Regions from separate parts of the Anas platyrhynchos genome. Here region 2 is linked to region 1. The links are chromatin contacts, called in public Hi-C maps. All regions are on one chromosome and are shown on one strand. The core of a region is the stretch at or near the end of the contact, and the rest is flanking DNA. Distances in the headings are between cores, read along the strand shown. Region 1 holds the start of LYRM2 (LYR motif containing 2). Region 2 holds the start of RNGTT (RNA guanylyltransferase and 5'-phosphatase).

Region 1 (2,993 bases), core at 248-2,747:
GAAGTTGCATATTGCCTTGAGTGATCATCATCCTAATTGCGTCCTGTAAAACAAAACTGAGGCTACTGAACAAACACATGCACACAGGTTTTACACAACTGCACATATTTTAACACACTGAAGTATACATAGCTTCTTACCAGCACTGTTGTGATCTATTTCTAGCATGTAAAGTAGCACTATAGTTACTGCCACGGTTAAAAAAAACACCAAGTAATTAATTTTATCCAATTCCTTAACAACGTGTTTGGGGGCTGGTTACATCTTTGCTTTAAAACTCAGATTTGGACTGGATTCAAACTCCTGGTAGTATTTTTTTTTTATGCCTGTGTCTACTGCCTTTACAGGTACATAGTGACAACTGCGTATTGGTGTTACGAAGACAGATGTTTAACAGAACAAGGAGATATTTCCATCAACATTATTTTCTAAGTATTGTTATGCTTTGTCTGCATAATTCACCCACCAGTTCCCTGAGCAGTGGTTAGAAAAAGAAACAAACTAGAAAGCAAAGGGCAAAAGACAGGAGAAATAGGAAGGTTTCTGCAATTCAGGCTCATATGTACAGAAATACAATTTCATTTTCTTTGGCTGAAATATAGATGAAACTAAAGATTAAAAAAATAAGCTCTAAAAAAGCCTGAGCGATAATGAAGTAAGATTAGTTATCATGCTATTCAATGCAATTTTTCTGTTTTAGGCAAGCAGGACTTGTTTGGCTTTTACCTTCTTAATCCCAGAACGTTACCTGGAAGTCAGAGCACTATTACCCCCGTGAAGAAACAGAAGGGATGATATTCAGAGATGCTGAAGTATTTCTCCACACAAATACCCCTTAAGAGAAATTAGTCACAGCTGACTCCTTACAAGCCTTGCTGTGACACTCCCAGAACAAAACCAGGTGGCCAAGCACAGCACGCATCGCTCCACAGGCAGTGTTTTTGGGATCGCCCATTTATTTCCCCTCCTCACCTCTTCCGTAGCATCCTTATTTCTTCTGAACTCCTCCCTGGCCCACTCCTGCAGGTAGCGGCGATCTGCCTCGGCGGGGACGTCCCGCAGGGCCCTGAGGATCCTCCTGTAGAGCTGCAGGACCTGCTGCCGCCTCAGGAACTGCAACACGGAGCCGTCAGCCCGCCGCCACGGCCCCGGCCCCGCCACCAGGAGCCGAGCTGCCAGCGGCTCCGTCCTGCCCGGGGAAATAACCGCAACGCCCCGCACCTCCCTCCATAACACGCCAAGCGCTGGTTCCCTGCTGCGTGCCCCGCCACCCAGCCCCGGGTGAGGAGAGAAATTCCCCCTCAGGCGCTGCCGTTTTGCCCGCGCCGCCCGCCCGCACCTGTTTAAGGGTGAGCGCCCCGGGAGGCAGCCGCCCGGCCGCCATCTTGTGCGGCTCCGCCTCCAGCGCCCTCAGCGCCCGGCCCGCCCCGCCGGGAGGGGCCCCGCGGCCGCCATTTGCTGCCGCCGGCCGGGGGCGGGCGAAAAGAGCGAAATCACTTAGGGGGCGGCTGCCTGAGGTAGCTTCGTGCTTGCTTGTACCGAGTTCAGTGCAAACCCTGTGCTAAGTACGGAGAAATAAAGATTTGACTGTACTCTGAGCATTGTTGATCAAAGTGTGGCTCAGGCTGCAGTCATCTGTGCAGAAGATAAGCCCTTGAGAAACTACAGCTTACAGTCAATGTCCTTGCCCTCTTCAAGAAAAGTGTGTGGTTTTTTATTATTATTTTTTATTATTTTTTTATTTTGTTTCCCTTCCCAGTATATTTTCCTCGAGTTCCCTACTACAACTACACAGGATACCCCTGAAGTGACAATACATTCCAGACAATTTCCTAATCATCTAAAAATACCTATTTCCACAGTTAAATTTCCCAAACCATTTGTACATTTGTATACATTACATATTTGTGTAAAAGAGACCTACATAACCTTGCAGGGATATTGTATACTACCTGACATTTAAATTCTGAGGGGACACCGCTCCCCTGATAAGTTTTCTGTTGTGAAATTTGCTCATTGTGTATTAGTGGGGCAAAGCTGTGGTACCAGTTGAAAAGGAAAGGTGAGAAAACTCCTGATCCATCTCATACCTCAGGGGCTTGGCACAGCTGCATCTCAAAACAGCAACCGTGATATTTTGGTTGAGATTTTTCTATCTGTACAGCAAAGAGAACAAATCACATCCTTGGTAACACATCCATGTTCCATCTATTTTCTGATCAACTCCTGCACCATGCTTTGGATTAGACACCTTCAATTTCTGTATATAAAAGATGTAGAGTAGACGTATTTAAACAAGTTTCCTGCACATTTTCACTGTCTAAACAGACCAGGGAGGAGTCAAAAGACAAGACCACCACCAAAGCTCCATGCTGACATATCCTCATAAGAGATGTTGAAGTTACATAAACCAGGATACATTTTCACATGAAAATGCAGATTTGTGCACTGCTAGAGAATGCTGCCTACTTCCATGTGGAAAATCCAGTTGAATAAATTAACAAAAAAGACAGACAGCATGATTACAAACAGTGGTACCTCTTTTTATTAGAACCGACTATATAAGATGCATAGCTTCTGCAATGAAAAATCATGTCCATGCTTTAAGACATCTCCTTAATGAAACATGTCCTCAATGTCTGCCTTGGACACTGGGGCAAACTTCACAGTGTAAACTGATAACACAGGGATTACTATATGGCATTATTCATCAAACTCCCTGATGATATTATCAGCCAAAAATCAGCAACAATTCAATTGAATGTGTTTAACTGCAGAACAGTTTCAAGTATTCAAGTACTTAATTTTTTTGGTTGCTTAAAACCATCTGCTTCACCCATTTCCTCCCTCACCCCTTCCCAAAGAGGTGGCCAACCATCCGGGTGAAGCTAACGAGAACTTTTTTGCAAGACAGCTCAAGTACTTCTAACACAGAAATGCCTTCCAAGAAGCAAGACTGATTTTTCTTATTGCAATAGAGAGGAGTAGGAATA
Region 2 (2,993 bases), core at 126-2,625, 290 kb before region 1:
AAGGAACCTACATGAACCCCATCTTGGCCAGCAGAAGAGCTCCAGACCTCACTAGCTCTTGTAATAGAGATCACCTAAAAATTATAGATGCCACAGTCATAAGACAAGAGGGGAATGATCAAACACTTGATGAATATCAGGTCCTCAGAAGCCAGACAAACCTTGCTGAGCAACATCACGACTATTATACCGTCTAATTGGAAGCCATGCACAGATGCGTACAGATTTGTTTGAAATGCTGATTAAAACTGGAATATAAAACATCTGGCAGACAATTTTAAAATTCATTCTTGTTGCTTATGCACCACTAAAATAGTAAGATGTGTTTGAATGTGCAGTAACAGAAGAGCAGAGAAGACTGATGGTATACTATGACTTTTGATTAAGTTGCACACACACAAAAAACACACTAAAAATTAAGTGAACTAATATAAGAATGTATTGTGATAAAGAAGCCAAAGAAATGAACTTTTTATGTGTGTGTGTGCAGTAATTCTTTGTGTACGACCACAGTGAGCAGGAAAGTTACCTCGCAGCTACTGAATGAGCAAAGACACAGGCAGTCACTGCACAGCAGATGCCATGCTGATGGACCACGTTCTGGCTTAATGGATGCCAAATTTTTGGAGCAGCCACGGCTTAAGAAACAAACAAAACCGACAACTCCTAGAGATCAAGAGCTTGCTGAGAAGAAAGGGAGTAAAGATTCGTTAGTCTATTTTTGTCACGGTCAAAGGTTGACAACTCACAGTACCATAATTATTACTAGATAGAAGGCAATACAGCGATCAGAGGAAAAAAAAGGGGGAGATAAGGGAGATAAGAAGATAACAGTGTTATTTAATAAAGCCGAGCTTGGAGAAATACGAAGAACTTGAGGGAAACCAGTGACACTAGATGAGGCACTAAAACGCTCATAAATCCCAAATAAAGCATGTTCCTGGCGAGACTGAGCCTACTGGGGGGTCCGACTGGGTTTGGGATAAGCCTACAAGCAGCTGTCAGCGGCAACAAGAAGGGCAGGTGCTGGGGCGGCAGGGCCGAGCTGTGAGGTCGCTGCCACCCCCTCCCCACGGCCTCCCCGAGGGGTCCGGGCCCTGTGGCGAGGCCGAGGGGCCGGGGGGGGGGGGGTCCCAAAAGGGCCGGGCCGGGCGCTCACCTGCCACGGGCTGCCCCCTCCTGGGGCAGTGGAGCCAGCGCGGCGGGATCTTGTTGTAGGACATGGCGGGGGCAGGGGGTCGGGGACGGGGATGGGGTCGGGGTTAGGGGGCGGTGGGTGCCGGGTGCCGGGTGCGGGCCCGCGGCGCTCAGCGGCGCCCCCGGCCCCGGGCCCGCGGCGCCTTCATTCAGAGCCGGCCCCGCCTCGGCCCCGGCGCCGCTTCCGCTTCCGGGGGTGGCCGTGAGGGGAGAGGGGGGAGCCGGTCCCGAGGGCCCCGCAGGGATCCCTCAGGGCTGGTCTGCCCGCTAAAGTTGTAATAAAAGCACGCCTCGGTCAGCTTTCACCCCACACGGGATAATAAAGAGATGTATCAGTCCGCCTTAACCCCAAAAATAACAATAAAATGACATATCACTCCCCCTTAACTCCAAAAATAATAGTAAAATACACATCAGTCTCCCTTAGCTTCAAAAATAATAGTAATAAAAAGGCATATCAGTCTCCACTTCAAAAATAATAATAAAAGACATACTGGTCACCCTTCACTCTGAAAATGATAATAAATAGACATACCAGTCTCGCTTAGTTCCAGAAATAATAATAAAAGACATAGTGGTCACCCCTAACTCTGAAAATGGTGATAAATAGACATACCGGCCTCCCTTAGCTCCAAAAATAATAATAAAAAGGCACACTGGGGCTGGAGGTTCCCTGTGGAGAGTGGGGGATGTGTTGCGCCCAGTGGCCAGCCCAGGGCTGCTTGGTCCACGAAAGAGACATGGCCAAGACAAGATCACCGACATGGCCAGGATCAGCCCCACAAAGGGGATGTGATAAACTGTCCCCAGCTCCTCCAGCAGGGCTGTGGGGACGGGGAGGAACAGCCTGCAGCGGCTCTCCTGGCAATGTGTGGGCACGGCTCGTGCAACACAAGCTGGAGCGCCAGCAAAGGCTGTCGTGTGTGCAGAAAGGCTTGCGTGGGCTTCAGGGGAGGCCGGGCATGTTGTTGGAAAGAAAAGGGAAATGAGGGTTGCCAAAGCAGGATGCACCAGGCCAGGAAATGTCCTGAGCTGCACGCAAATGGAGCATCGGGGAAACGGGAGGTGCCGCTGCACCAGGCCTTCAGGCACGGCCAGAAAGATCACGCCTGTGACTATGTGCACATAACAAGAGCTATGTTTCTGCACAAACACCAGCAAAACCTCCCCGTGGCCATAAAGCAGTCTGCTTACATCCTCAAACAAACAAACAAAAAGCCATTTAAGGTGGTTTCAGTGAAGCATAACTTATTTTCCATTAAATACATTTCAGTGCTTCATACATGTTTCCTGCTGCATTTTAGTACTCTAGATTTGATTAGATAGAGTTTCTTCCCTACAATATCCTCTCATTGAGGATAATTTACAAACTCTCCCTTGAGTTAAATCGAGTAATTGAGGTATCAGTGAATTAGTTTGTGTAGCAGTCACTATGTTCTCATGCTATGTTACAAGTTTCTGAATTTGTTATTAATATATATAACTATATATTAATCTTATAATTCTTGTCAGAATTGAAACAGCCTCGCTGCACTGAAAGACCATTGGTCTGAACTTTTGGGTAGACCTGTGCGGTGTCAAGAGTTGGACTTGATGATCCTTAAGGGTCCCTTCCAACTCAGGATATTCTATGATTCTATGACCATTTATTTCTATTATTTTCCTTAACAGTTCAACACACGTCCATTAAAACATTCCTGCGTGATGCTTGAAATCAGATGTTGATTTTCCCTGTGCAGAACAAGCAGCAGTCAGGCACCAGGTGGTGCCAGAGACCAGCCGGAACAGAAAGCGAA

What was found. Hi-C and Micro-C count contacts between places; a contact is called where the count stands out from the background.
Region 2: a contact with region 1 is called in a Hi-C map of subcutaneous adipose tissue, with 2.1 times the contacts expected there. The contact joins the promoter of RNGTT here to the promoter of LYRM2 in region 1. A contact is called at or near these places in 2 of 8 Hi-C or Micro-C datasets (skeletal muscle and subcutaneous adipose tissue).

Annotation. Positions count from the first base shown.
Region 1 is chr3:82,413,985-82,416,977 of IASCAAS_PekinDuck_T2T, reverse strand. LYRM2 (LYR motif containing 2) reads right to left here and starts at 1,497. Exons shown (of 3, transcript XM_027454895.3): 1 at 1,340-1,497; 2 at 973-1,113; 3 at 1-43. The coding sequence starts at 1,384. MDN1 (midasin AAA ATPase 1) reads right to left here. Exons shown (of 102, transcript XM_038176089.2): 102 at 2,523-2,993.
Region 2 is chr3:82,707,519-82,710,511 of IASCAAS_PekinDuck_T2T, reverse strand. RNGTT (RNA guanylyltransferase and 5'-phosphatase) reads right to left here and starts at 1,375. Exons shown (of 16, transcript XM_027454920.3): 1 at 1,160-1,375. The coding sequence starts at 1,223. LOC106014820 (a long non-coding RNA gene) reads right to left here. Exons shown (of 3, transcript XR_011808465.1): 3 at 2,787-2,993.